Linked DNA regions of Mus musculus: regions 1 and 2 are each linked to region 3. Evidence: chromatin contacts called from public HiChIP or PLAC-seq and promoter capture Hi-C data. All regions are on one chromosome and are shown on one strand. Each heading gives the region's core, a stretch centred on a gene start, on an enhancer-like site or on the middle of the called end of the contact. The rest is flanking DNA. Distances are from core to core; before and after follow the strand shown. Region 1 holds the start of Relt (RELT tumor necrosis factor receptor). Region 2 holds the start of P4ha3 (procollagen-proline, 2-oxoglutarate 4-dioxygenase (proline 4-hydroxylase), alpha polypeptide III). Region 3 overlaps Mrpl48 (mitochondrial ribosomal protein L48).

Region 1 (3,993 bases), core at 1,071-3,570, 310 kb after region 3:
ATGAGAGAGTCAAAGATAGGGGGTTGGGGACATCTTAAGTATGATGAAGGTCACCATCCTTGCACCCCAGGCTGTGCTGCTACTCCAGATACTTCAGAGCCAGGATACATGTTTCCAAGACCAGCTGCAGGCTCTAAAAGGCAGGAGATAGGTCTTCCTGGTGATCTCTGGCTCAGAGGCGGAGAAGGAACAAGAAGACTAAAAACGCCCACTTGCAATTTGTTAGCCACGTGGGCATGCGAATCTCACTACAAACTCAATTGGGGCACCTGTGCCAGGCCTACCAGGCCTGCCAGCCCAAGTCTGATAGATGGGAGCTCAGATATGCCAAGAGCAACTACCAGGAAAGTGGTGATCCTCTCCAAGCACCTCACAGGCAGGCTTGAATCCCAGTCCTGGCACTGTCCTGAGTCTATGTGACCTTGGACAAGCCACTGTGGTTCTCTGGGCCTCAGTTCCTCTAAGAGTCACCACATCTTAGAACCGCTGTAAGGATTCAACAAAACAGCACATTATGAAGTGTTTAAAGGAAAGCCTGTCACTGTCCCCCACCCCAATGTCAAGCCCCCCTTCCAGAGGGTCACCAAAAACAGACCCTCCACATACTACTTCTATCAGATGTGGTACCCCATCGCTACTGCCACCTCTGGAGCTAGGGAGCCCAGATGCCACCCATTCTACATAAATTGAGGCACTGCCCCTCTTGTGGGAGCAGGAGTCTCAGAATGGCCTTTTCCAGAGACCAAGCAAGAACTCCAAGACCAGATCAGAACAGACCATTCATTGCCGGAGAACAAATATTCCCTCTCTTTCCAACCAGGGGGCTGAAAAAGGAGACCTGGGTAGAGAAGTGTCTTTGGATTGAGGTTTCAGTATCTAAAGGGCCAGTGGCTTTTGAGTGGGAGCCTGACATCTTCTTGACCAACTGTGAGCAAGACTGTTTCCAACTGTTCACCAACACATGGGAACCTTGGACCACTCCATTGTGTCACAAGCAGACGCCTGCCCCCACCCCCACTGCAGTCTTTCTGTCTGGAGGGGAGAGGAGAATGGAGAAGACTGACCCAAAAACAATAGAGGATCCCAAAGTGATGATTCACAGGCTATTCACACCTCTCTGCAGACTGGGAGACTGAGGCTTAGCAGGGGTAGATCTGATCACAAAACAGAATACACAGTGCCTTGCTAGATGTTGGGGACTTCAGTGTGTGTGTGTGTGTGTGTGTGTGTGTGTGTGTGTGTGTGTGAGCGTGGAGTGGAGTGGAGACTGAGACCACCTCAGGTCTTCTCTGTGCCAGAGGGGCTAGCCCACCCAATTCTGGCTTCCTCTGCTAGGTCATGTCTGCGTGCAAACTCACTAAACTGAACTCTAAGGGTGTCTTGGAGAGAGATCTTTATTCCCTAGACTCCTGATCTTCCTTGGCCCCTCAAACACTGGAAGGTGTCAGGTTCCTCCTTGTCTTACTCTATCCTAGGCAGGCAGGCAGGCAGACAGTCTCTCTCTCTCTCTCTCTCTCTCTCTCTCTCTCTCTCTCTCTCTCTCTCTCTCCTCCCTCCCCCCCCACCCCGTCCCACATGCACCCTATGACCCCGTGATTCAGGGCTTGCTTAAGTTATTTAGGGTTCCTCTGTTCTACCTTATACTCACAACTAGCCCGGGTCACACTACAGGCCGGCCACACACAGTGACCCCAGTGACCTGGGGTCTCTCACATACACAATCACACACACTCTGCCTGCCTCACACACAGAGCCCCTCTGTGTCGCCCGCTAGGCTCGGCGTCACCGCCCAGTGTCCCAGCCACACGTTCGCCCGGGCCAGGCCGCCTCATGCGCCGTGTCACCCACAGTCACTGGCTGACACCGTTCAGAACACCCCCCCCCTTCCCGGCCGCCCCGCGCTGCAGCCGCACCGAGGCGCCGCCGTCCCGTCCCGCAGCCGGCCTTTGGTGTCAGTCCAAGTTTCCCGGGCTCCCCCGACCCCTTGCACGCCAAGTTCCGCTGCTTCCTCTCGCGCACCTTCTGACAGACTGCGCCGCGCGCGGTGCCGGGAGGACGCGCAGCCCGGGGGCTCCGGGACGCGTAGACAGCACCAGGATGGGACGGGACTGGGCAGGAGAGCGGGGCTGACGCATCCGCCGCTCAGGAGAACTTCCTCGGAGCAGCGGAGCGGGGCTGAGGGCCGTGCGCACCCTCCTTACCTGGCCCGCAGCACCAGCTTCGCTCAGCGTCCGACGCGGCGCCGGGGCCCCGCTAGGCGAGCGCTCGGGGCCGGCCGCGCAGCCTGCGCGCCTTTTGAATGAATCGCCGGCCTGGCCGGGAAGCTGCGCGGCCCCTCCCCTCGCGTCACGGCTTCTGGCCCCGCCCCCGACGTCAGAGCTCCGACTTGCGGCCCCTAACCCCGAGCCCCTCTGCGGGCCAAGGGCTCACGATTCTCCCGCCAGGCCACGCTGCTCCGCATCGCCACCTCTTGAGCCTCCTAGGAACTGCAGGGGCTACGACTAGGATGTTCTTCAGATGCATCCCTTGGGGCGCATCAGGGAGGCGCGGCCGTGTGTGTGTGTGTGTGTGTGTGTGTGTGTGTGTGTGTGTGTGTGTGTGTGTGTGTGTGTGTGTGTGTGTGTGTGTGTGTGTGTGTGTGTGTGTGTGTGTGTGTGTGTGTGTGTATGTGTGGTGTGTGTGTGTGTGTGTGTGCGCATGCATCCCTTGGGGCGCATCAGGGAGGCGCGGCCGTGTGTGTGTGTGTGTGTGTGTGTGTGTGTGTGTGTGTGTGTGTGTATGTGTGGTGTGTGTGTGTGTGTGTGTGCGCGCGCGTGCGGGCGTGTGTGTGTGTGTGTGTGTGTGTGTGGTGTGTGTGTGTGTGTGCGCGCGCGCGTGCGGGCGTGTGTGTGTGTGTGTGTGTGTGTGTGTGTGTGCTCCGAACCAAGAAATCTGGGCTTGTGTGATGCAGCGAAAAGGTGCTTGAGACATGAATGCTACTCAGATCCTGTCACCATTGCCTGTGTAACTAGGGCCACAGCTGCCACTGCCTGGGAATAGTCTTTGGAATTGGTTGTGGGTAAGAGCACCCTCAGTGTCTTGGATGAGACCCAAGCTGGTTTCTAGAATCCCCCACCTAGCTAATAAGAGAGACTATAAGGAATGCTCACCTGGTGAATTCCTTTGGAACCTGGCCTAAATACCCCTTCCTTCAGGGTAGCTGGTTCCTCCCCCAAGTAGGTATGACAATGACAATCCTCTCCCCTAACACCAGCGGTCCCACTCTTCTATCACCAATGCCAGCCATCGCAGTGTCCAGTGGAGGACAGGAGAAGTAACGGACTGGGAGGCCAGGATTTGGGAGGCAGAGGCAGGAAGCTCCTGAGTTCCAAGCCAGCCTGGGCTACATATGGAGACATTGTTTCACAAGCAAGCAAACACAAAAAGAGTGACCAACACTATGAGACATCGTTGTAGAAGCCAGGCAGTAAGTAACCATTGCACTCTTGCAATGGTTATAAACTGGGCCCGTGTGTGGTATGGTGCGGTGGTAGTAGCAGTAGTGGTGCGGTGGCACTAGCAGTAGCACATCTCAGCTCCCACAGCCTTCTCTTCCGTTACCTTCCCACTCCCCCAGCATCATTCAAAGAATCTAAGGTGGCCAGGAGAGCAGGATGAGATGAAACTCGGACAGCACAGAGGAGCCCAGTGCGGGAGACAGAGGCCTGGCTGGAATCAGGATAATCACAGCTCACGGAAGAGGTTGAGGAAGTAAATATGTCTGTTGGGAATGGGTGGGCTGGTAAACAAATTAAGTCATAGAATTTGAGCCACAGAAAGGAAAGGAAAGGAAAGGAAAGGAAAGGAAAGGAAAGGAAAGGAAAGGAAAGGAAAGGAAAGGAAAGGAAAGGTCAGGTCCCCAGAGCCTGGGAAATTCCAGGAGGAGAACTGGACACCTGAGAGACGAGAGGGAGGGGAGAGTTTCCATTAACCTGGCTGAGCCCAGGTTTTGGG
Region 2 (3,831 bases), core at 830-3,329, 270 kb before region 3:
AATTTTATAGCCAGGGAGACAAGCCTCAGCAATAAAGCAATCCTAGAGGAAAGAACATTAAGAGACTCCATTGCCATGCAGCCTGCTCTAAAACAGTTGCTATGGAGACTGAATCAAGAACCAAAACATCTCCCAAAAGAAAGCTTAGAATTAACTGACTTTAATGGTGAATTCTTCAAGCTACTCAAAGAAGAACAAATTTCAATCCTTTCCAGATTCTTCTAAACTGTAGGAAAGGAGGGAACAATTCCCACTGTGATCTCTGAAATTAGTTTTACATTGATATAAAGACCAGACAAAAATAATTCGAGAAAACTATGGGCTACCTTCTCTTATAATAAAGATACAAAAATGTTACAACAAAATATCAACAAACAAAATCCAGCAACATATTAATGTGAATGTGCATTGTGACCTAAGAGGATTTACATTAGGCATTTGAGGTTGGTTTAACATACAATAATTTATGTAACACCCTATATGGACGTGGATGGGGAAAACTCAGCTCAGGCCTTCAGTAAGAGCAGTGTGTATGCACTCTTAGCTGCTGGCCTTCTCACCCGCCCAAGTTTCCTATTGCTTAGACAAGTTATCACAAACTCTGGGGCTTATAATAACCCAGATTTTTTTATCCTACTGCCTCAGAATTCAGAAGTCTGAACCGATGTATTAGACTTTTTCAGCACTGTGACCAGATATCTGACAGACACACTGTAACAGAGAAAAGATTTCTTTGACTCCTGGAGCCCATCATGAAAAGGAAGGTGTGTTGGCAGGTCTTGCCCCGTCTGGTGGCTAGCATATGTGGCCGGTGCTCACATCCAGCAGACAGAAACCTGATGGCTCTGGCCAGCAGTGAAGCCTTAGTGAACCTAGTGGAGTATGTAAGCCCTACTTCCCCAAAGCTCCATAGCTTGGTTTTTACCAAGTATTCAAGAGGATGAAACTGTGAGGTTCATTTCAAATTCAAACCGTAACGAATAGGTGTCACGAGATAAAATCAAGGTATTGGCAGATCTGTTCTTCCTGCAGACTAGGAAAGATCTGTCCCCCAGCCTTCTCAACCTTCTAGAAGCTACCTACAACCTGTTACTCACAGACCGTTTATCCATTTTCAAAGTCGCAACACAGCATCATCAAGTCTCTGATTTGGCTGTTATTGTCCTGTATCTTTCTTTGCCGTTTGTTTGTTTGTTTTTCGAGACAGGGTTTCTCTGCCTCCCAAGTGCTGGGATTAAAGGCGTGGGCCACCACCGCCCGGCTTTTTCTTTGCCTTTTTAAAAGGACCTTGGCAACTGCGTTGAGCTCACCAGGATAATCCAGGATGGCCTAAAGTCAAGATACTGTTAGAACTACACACATTGACTCTGTGAAGCTCTCTCCCCATCAAAGCATGCCAGGGGAAGCCCCTCTTTGGGGATGAGGTCCTCACCCATTGCACACAGCCTGTGGTTGCCCATTTTGTGTTTTTATGGTGGTTTACATTTCCATTTCCCTTTATGAGCAGCGGGCTGCATCTGCACCTACTATAGCACAGATGTTACTGAACACTTAAATGAATGAGTAAATGAATAAACATTGCTGGGCAAAAGGGATAGCGGGGTGAAAGAAACAAGCAGCCTAGTAGAATATAATGATGGTATTTTTGTGTGACTCTGTAGTGACTCGATCCTAGAGTTTCAGCTTCTGTAAGTCCTAGCCATCTTTCAAGATCACCTGAGGTCCTGTCCTCTGTGAAGACTTTACCCCTCTGCCCCAGCCACCTGCACTTCTGTCACCATGCTGTGTCACCCTTTGGAGTTCCCCTCATAATCCAGAGGTTTTTGTGTCCTCCCCTGTCCCACAGGAGGAATTTGGATGATGGCTCAGCACGGCTGTAACTAGAGAAATCACTGCTCACCCGCGCTCGCCTCAGTTCCCCCAAATGTGACAGGCACGGTGGAATCAGTGTGGAGTTAGCGGCGGGCCAGGCACTAAGGAATTCAGTGCTGAGGGGACGGAGGCGGCCAAGGGCGGGCGACGGAAGGCTGCGGGCGGGCGGGCGGGCCGGGGCGGCGCCGGGCGAGAGCGCGGAGGGACGCGCGACCCTGCGATGGGCCCAGGGGCGCGGCTGGCTCTGCTGGCGCTGCTGGCGCTCGGGGGAGACCCCGCGGCGGCCACGGGGCGGGAGGACACGTTCTCCGCGCTGACCAGCGTGGCGCGCGCCCTGGCGCCCGAGCGCAGGCTGCTGGGGACACTGAGGCGCTACCTGCGCGGCGAGGAGGCGCGGCTGCGCGACTTGACCAGGTGAGGGCGTCTCCAGGGAGCCGGGATGCTCAGCGACTGAGGGTGAGGAGTAACTGAGGCCCAAAGTGACTTCCAGACCCAACTGTCATGTGGTGGGGACCCTGAGACACTTTGAAGGGGAATGAGGAGTTCTGTGTCACTCTCTCTCTCTCTCTCTCTCTCTCTCTCTCTCTCCCTCTCTCTCACTCTCTGTGTCTGTCTGTCTGTCTGTCTGTGTCTGTCTCTTTGTCTCTGTGCCTGTCTCTCTGCCTCTTTGTGTGTGTGTCTCTGTCTCTCTGTTCCGGTCTCTGTCTCTCTCTGTGTCTATGTGTCTGTATGTATGTGTGTTTGTCCGTGTCTCTGTCTCTTTCTGTTTCTCTGTCTCTCCCTGTCTCTCTGTCTCTCACTCTCTGTCTCTGTCACACACAAACACACACCCCGGGGTGTGACACCACCCCCCATCCACCTTCACATGTCCAAGTTGATACACTGTGAAAAAGTGTAGGTAGCATGGAGATTCTAGAGTCCAGTTGGATCTCACAAATACTGTGTCAAGCAGCAAATGACCTTGGACTTCTTGTCAAGTTACTGCTGACACAGTAGAATGCTGTGGTGACCATTATAGCTCTTATTTCTTTTTCCATGGGTAAAAGTTCTCTGAATGTAAGTAGTAGCTGAGAGGTTGTATGTATGTGAAAATGTCTGACTCCAAAGAAAACACTGTGAAAAACTACTTCACACGGGGTAATACTGGGAGTAGTGTGCACAAACACACAGCCAACATTATTTTTTATGCAGTCAGCAAAGTAGAGTTAGATCCTGGAAGGTAAACTGTTGTAAAGTGTGGGACTTAGAGCACTAATCAGTGTCCAAGATGAAAAAGGAATGCTTGCATATGATACCAACATGTCTTGTGCCTTCTTTGCTTTGGACACTGAGAAGCCCACGGACTATAAGGCACAGTTGTTTCCACATAAATCCAATTGATCTTACAAACTTGTCTAGACAGAGCAGAAGCACATCATTTGATTTCCAGTAACTTTAAATTTCAAATCCATTCCCATGCCAACCCGCCCTGCTCCACTCCCACAAATGTTTATAAGAAATGGTCATGAAGGACAGCCAGTTTCGTAAGGGTTGGCTTAATCCTGCAGTCTGCTCTTCAAATGCCATTGGTGGCAACTGATGGCTTGTAGTTAGACACGCATTTGTTTGAGTTGCAGTATCAAATTGGTTTGTTAAAAAAAAAAAACCTGCAGATTACATTCTTACACTAAGAAAAACAGGCTGTAAGCAGGAGACAAGTTTAGGAAAAGCTAATAAAAGACACCTGTCTATACTAAAAAAAAGGAGGAGGAGGAGGAGAAAAAAGGGAAGAGGAGGAAGAAGGGAAAAAGGAGAGGAGGAGGAGATGGAGGAGGAGGAAAAGAAGAGGAGGAAGAGGAGAAAGCCAATGCAGGAGAAAGTGTGTGGAACACTGTGGGTACCAAGTGACTCAGAGTCTAGATTCAGGAGCTCAACAGGTCTCTGAATTTTTGACTCTGACCGTGTTATATCTTTAAGCTT
Region 3 (3,647 bases), core at 29-2,528:
AGTTCAATCCCTGGGACCTACATGGTGGAAGGAGAGAACTGACTCCCACAGCTGTCCTCTCACCTCCAGCTGTGCTGGGCACATGCACGTATGCACACACATACACATAAATAAATGTAACCATAAAAAATTATTAATAGCCTGCTCTGCCCTAGGCATTCTAGGGACAAATGAAGTCTGTGCCTTCAAAGAGTGTCAAATATCTCAGAGAAAAGGGGGTCCAGGGATGGCTTCATGGGTGAAGTAGTGATTTAACAGGACATAAAAATGTACTTAGGATGCTGGAGAAATGGTTCAGCAGTTAAGAGCACTAGCTGTTCTTCCAGGGAAGCCAGGCTTGAGTCCCAGCACCCACTCGGCAACTCATAACCATGTGTAGCTCCAATTCCAGGAGCTCCAATGTCCTCTTCTGGACTCACCAGGCACCAGGCATGCATGTGGTTCACACTCAGGTAAAACAGTCATACATACAAAAGAAAATAATTTTTAAAAATATACTTAGGAGCTAGGCAGTGGTGGTACACAACTTCAATCCCATGGCTACATAGAGAAACTTTGACTCGAAACCCCCAAAACAAGCAAACAAATAAAATGAGGTAGAGATCAACTGAGGAAGACGTCTGGCCTACACACACACACACACACACACACAACCCTGTAATACCAGCAGTATTGGGAGGTAGAGGCAGAATGATTAGATTGTCCAAGGCCATTTTGGATATATACTAACTTTAAATGGATAAATAAGTAAGTAAACACTGAGGAAACGGGCCCTTCCAAAGTAGCATACGCCTTTAAGTCCTTAAGTACAGGTCCTTTCTGTTCACTCATCTGCATTCTCTGCACTTTCCAGTTTTCCTGCAATGAATAAAATCGGATCAAACAGCAGAGACACAAAAGGGAAAAGAGAAAAAAACCAAACTATTTGAAGAGTCAACCCAGTTGTCAATGCGCTCTTTGGACTTCAGATAAGGCTCTGGGCTCCACCCCTAGCACAGTAAATACCAGGGGAAAGCCGGGGTTGGGGAGAGGCCTGCTGAGCATGCACAAGGCTCACACTCAAAGCTTGGTGCTGCCAAAACAAAACCAAAATTATCCAGAAACACACAAAGCTATTCTAAAAAAAAAAAAAAAATTCTTTTTTGAAAGTAGATTTTTTTTAAAAGAGGAAAGATGAGTTGCCTCAGAGCTAATGATGTTCACTGGTACATTCTCCATGAACACAGGCTGGTCAGCTGAGTGTCATTTCTGTCCCCCTAGGCAGCTGCTTAGCAAAGGGAAGCAGGCAAATCAGGAGAGAGGCCTCCTCTCTGCTCTGCTCTGCCGCAGGAGCAGCAGCTGCGCATTCCAGACCCCGTGCAGAACAAAACCTGGCGAGCTGCGAGCTGCGCTTGCAGCCCAATTCCAACTCAAGGTCACAGACAGTAGTACCCTCAGAGCTCCATCCCCACTCCAGAGGAAAAATTAAATGAAAACCATGAGAAAACAAATTCATCTCCGAAAAGCTGGGCAACGTGAATGTGCAGTGATACAACAGTTGGCAAAGCTCAGTCAGCCAGTGCAGAGATTGGGTGAAAACAAACAGCTCTTTATGCTGAGCTATTTGCAGCGAGGAGCCAAGAGAGAAGCAGAAACCAGGGTGCCATTCATCCCGCTGTGCTAGGAAGCATGGCCATGAGGGCTGGGGCACAATCCAAATCAACCGCCATTTACTCCGCGCCTAGAATGCACTGCAGACCAGGCCAGGGCCTGGGGCTGGGCCACTGAGGAGACAGAAGCAGCCCCTGCCTTATAGAATTTAACATAATACAGAACATAATCTGGAAAATCATAGAAAATAAGTCTAAGGATAAAAAAAATGCACGTAAAGAAAAGGAATTTGTATATCCTTTATTTCTCCGGAATATATTACAGAAGGATTTAACTTATTAATAAGCTTTCTTGGAGAAATAATAAACAAGATGGAACCTAAGAAAAAATCAGGGCTGGATTGAAGATAAAGCTTAGTTGCTAGAGTACTTGCCTAGCAAGCAGGAAGCCTGGGGTTCAATTCCTAGCACGGAATTAACTAAACCATGGGGGTATGAGCCATTAATCCCAGGACCTGGAGAGGGAAGCAGGAGGATCAGCCTCAGCTACATAGTGAGTTCAAGGCCAGCCTGGGCTACATAAAACCCTATCTCAAAATAAAGAGAAGAAGAAAGGAAAAGAGGGTGGGAGGGGTGAGAAGAGGGGAAGGAAAGACTTCAGTCTTTCAGATCTTTGGTTTCCTGGTGTGTAAAATGGGAATGTGTTAATATTAAAAAAGAAATGGTCATTTTTGTATGTTCACATGCTATGCATCTACCTATAATCTTGCTATCATGACAAACTACCTGAGCTGTTATTTACCCTTTTAAAAAACCATCTCACTTAAAAAATTACTTTTAAGAAGAAATGTGAGCTGTATAAGCATATGAATTCATGCTTTGCTGTGAGGGAGGAGGTGTACAGCCACTGGTAAGACGTTTGCAGAGTCTCCTACACATTCAAACTGTGCCATATTTACCATTTGACCATAAATCACAGTCTTACATAGAAATGAAAACTTTGTTCTCACAGAAACTCATACCTATTTGTAGTGGCTTTATTTATAATTGCCAAAAATTAGAAGCATAAATACCCTTCAATTAGCAAATGGGAACTGAAGCACATTTTATAATGAGATGCTACTGAGCAACAGAAAGGAGCAAAGTGTGTGATGCAGACAAGTATGGGTAAGTTTTGACTGTATTATTCTAAGTGAGGAGTGCTATATTCAAAAGGAACATGGTTTGTTTGGTTTTTTTTCCCACTTATATGGCATTCTGAAAGAGACAAAACTACAGGCAAAGGGAAAGGAAACAGATTAGAAGTTAGCAAGGATTTGTGGGAAAGGAGTTGACTGCAGAAGCATAGAATTCAGGATGACTGAAATGTTTATATCTTGATTATAACCGAACTGATTCTACTTGTGTCCTCTAGTTACAGCTCACAGAACATTTTCACCAAAGGAAAATGACAACGCAAAAAGTTTACCTTTACATCATGATTACTAATGAAGACCCATATCAGCTGCCATAAGTAGACGGCAAGTTAAAAATAAATACAATGAAAACAAAATCATGTCATAAATCCTAGCAAGACAGCAGTGCTCATCCAAGATTCCAAGGCCGACACCCGCCTCTGCTGCAAAGATTAGGAAGTGCTAGACTGGGGTTCAGGTCACACCAGTCACTCTGGGCATGTCTCCTTGGAGTAATTGAATTGAGTATGAACTTAAAAGGAAAGCCATTTCTCATCAAGTGACTTAATGCTATTTAAGGCCAACCAGGGGACTTGTGAGCCGTCAGAAACCCTGAGATAAGGCATGAAAGGCAGAGGCCCTGGAACAGACACTAAATGCCAGCTGTCTTCCAGCAGATCCAAAGAACACATGAGAGGGAGAGCAGGCAGAAAGGCCTGAATCAGTGGAAAAACTTGTTAGGACTCTAATCTTCCCCAAACCGATCTCTAATTTCCACACACAATCTCAAAAGATCCCAGTAGGTTTTTCTATAGACATCAACAAGTTAGTAAAAATATTTAATGGAAAAAAAACAAAAGGCCATTATAGATAATTTTAAAAA

The links. Promoter capture Hi-C pulls out the DNA fragments that hold promoters and counts their contacts. HiChIP or PLAC-seq counts read pairs in DNA pulled down with a chosen protein or histone mark.
Region 1: an H3K27ac HiChIP or PLAC-seq map of extraembryonic endoderm stem cells shows a contact between it and region 3, with 2.1 times the contacts expected there. The contact joins the promoter of Relt here to the enhancer-like site in region 3. A contact is called at or near these places in 6 of 39 promoter capture datasets (cranial neural crest, embryonic stem cells, fetal liver and 2 more), 1 of 484 Hi-C or Micro-C datasets (CD4 T cells), 6 of 115 datasets of contacts at active chromatin or transcription factors (VIP interneurons, embryonic basal ganglia, embryonic midbrain and 3 more) and 3 of 9 other capture datasets (adipose tissue, liver and pancreatic islet).
Region 2: a promoter capture Hi-C map of embryonic stem cells shows a contact between it and region 3, with 2.1 times the contacts expected there. The contact joins the promoter of P4ha3 here to the enhancer-like site in region 3. A contact is called at or near these places in 3 of 39 promoter capture datasets (the 3T3-L1 cell line, embryonic stem cells and hematopoietic stem and progenitor cells), 1 of 484 Hi-C or Micro-C datasets (uterus) and 1 of 115 datasets of contacts at active chromatin or transcription factors (pancreatic cancer cells).

The regions. Positions count from the first base shown.
Region 1 is chr7:100,861,093-100,865,085 of GRCm38.p6, forward strand. It overlaps Relt (RELT tumor necrosis factor receptor), which reads right to left and starts at 2,321. Exons shown (of 11, transcript NM_177073.6): 1 at 2,202-2,321.
Region 2 is chr7:100,283,441-100,287,271 of GRCm38.p6, forward strand. P4ha3 (procollagen-proline, 2-oxoglutarate 4-dioxygenase (proline 4-hydroxylase), alpha polypeptide III) reads left to right here and starts at 2,080. Exons shown (of 13, transcript NM_177161.4): 1 at 2,080-2,286. The coding sequence starts at 2,093.
Region 3 is chr7:100,554,198-100,557,844 of GRCm38.p6, forward strand. All of the region lies in intron 5 of Mrpl48 (mitochondrial ribosomal protein L48), which reads right to left. Among named protein-coding and RNA genes, the nearest start is that of Gm39059, 12 kb to the left of the region's middle. Within about 2 kb of position 1,279, at least 163 of the 459 cell types and tissues checked have an H3K27ac peak or open chromatin away from gene starts, as enhancers often do. A contact at or near this core is called in VIP interneurons, embryonic basal ganglia, embryonic stem cells and 3 more, where this site is marked.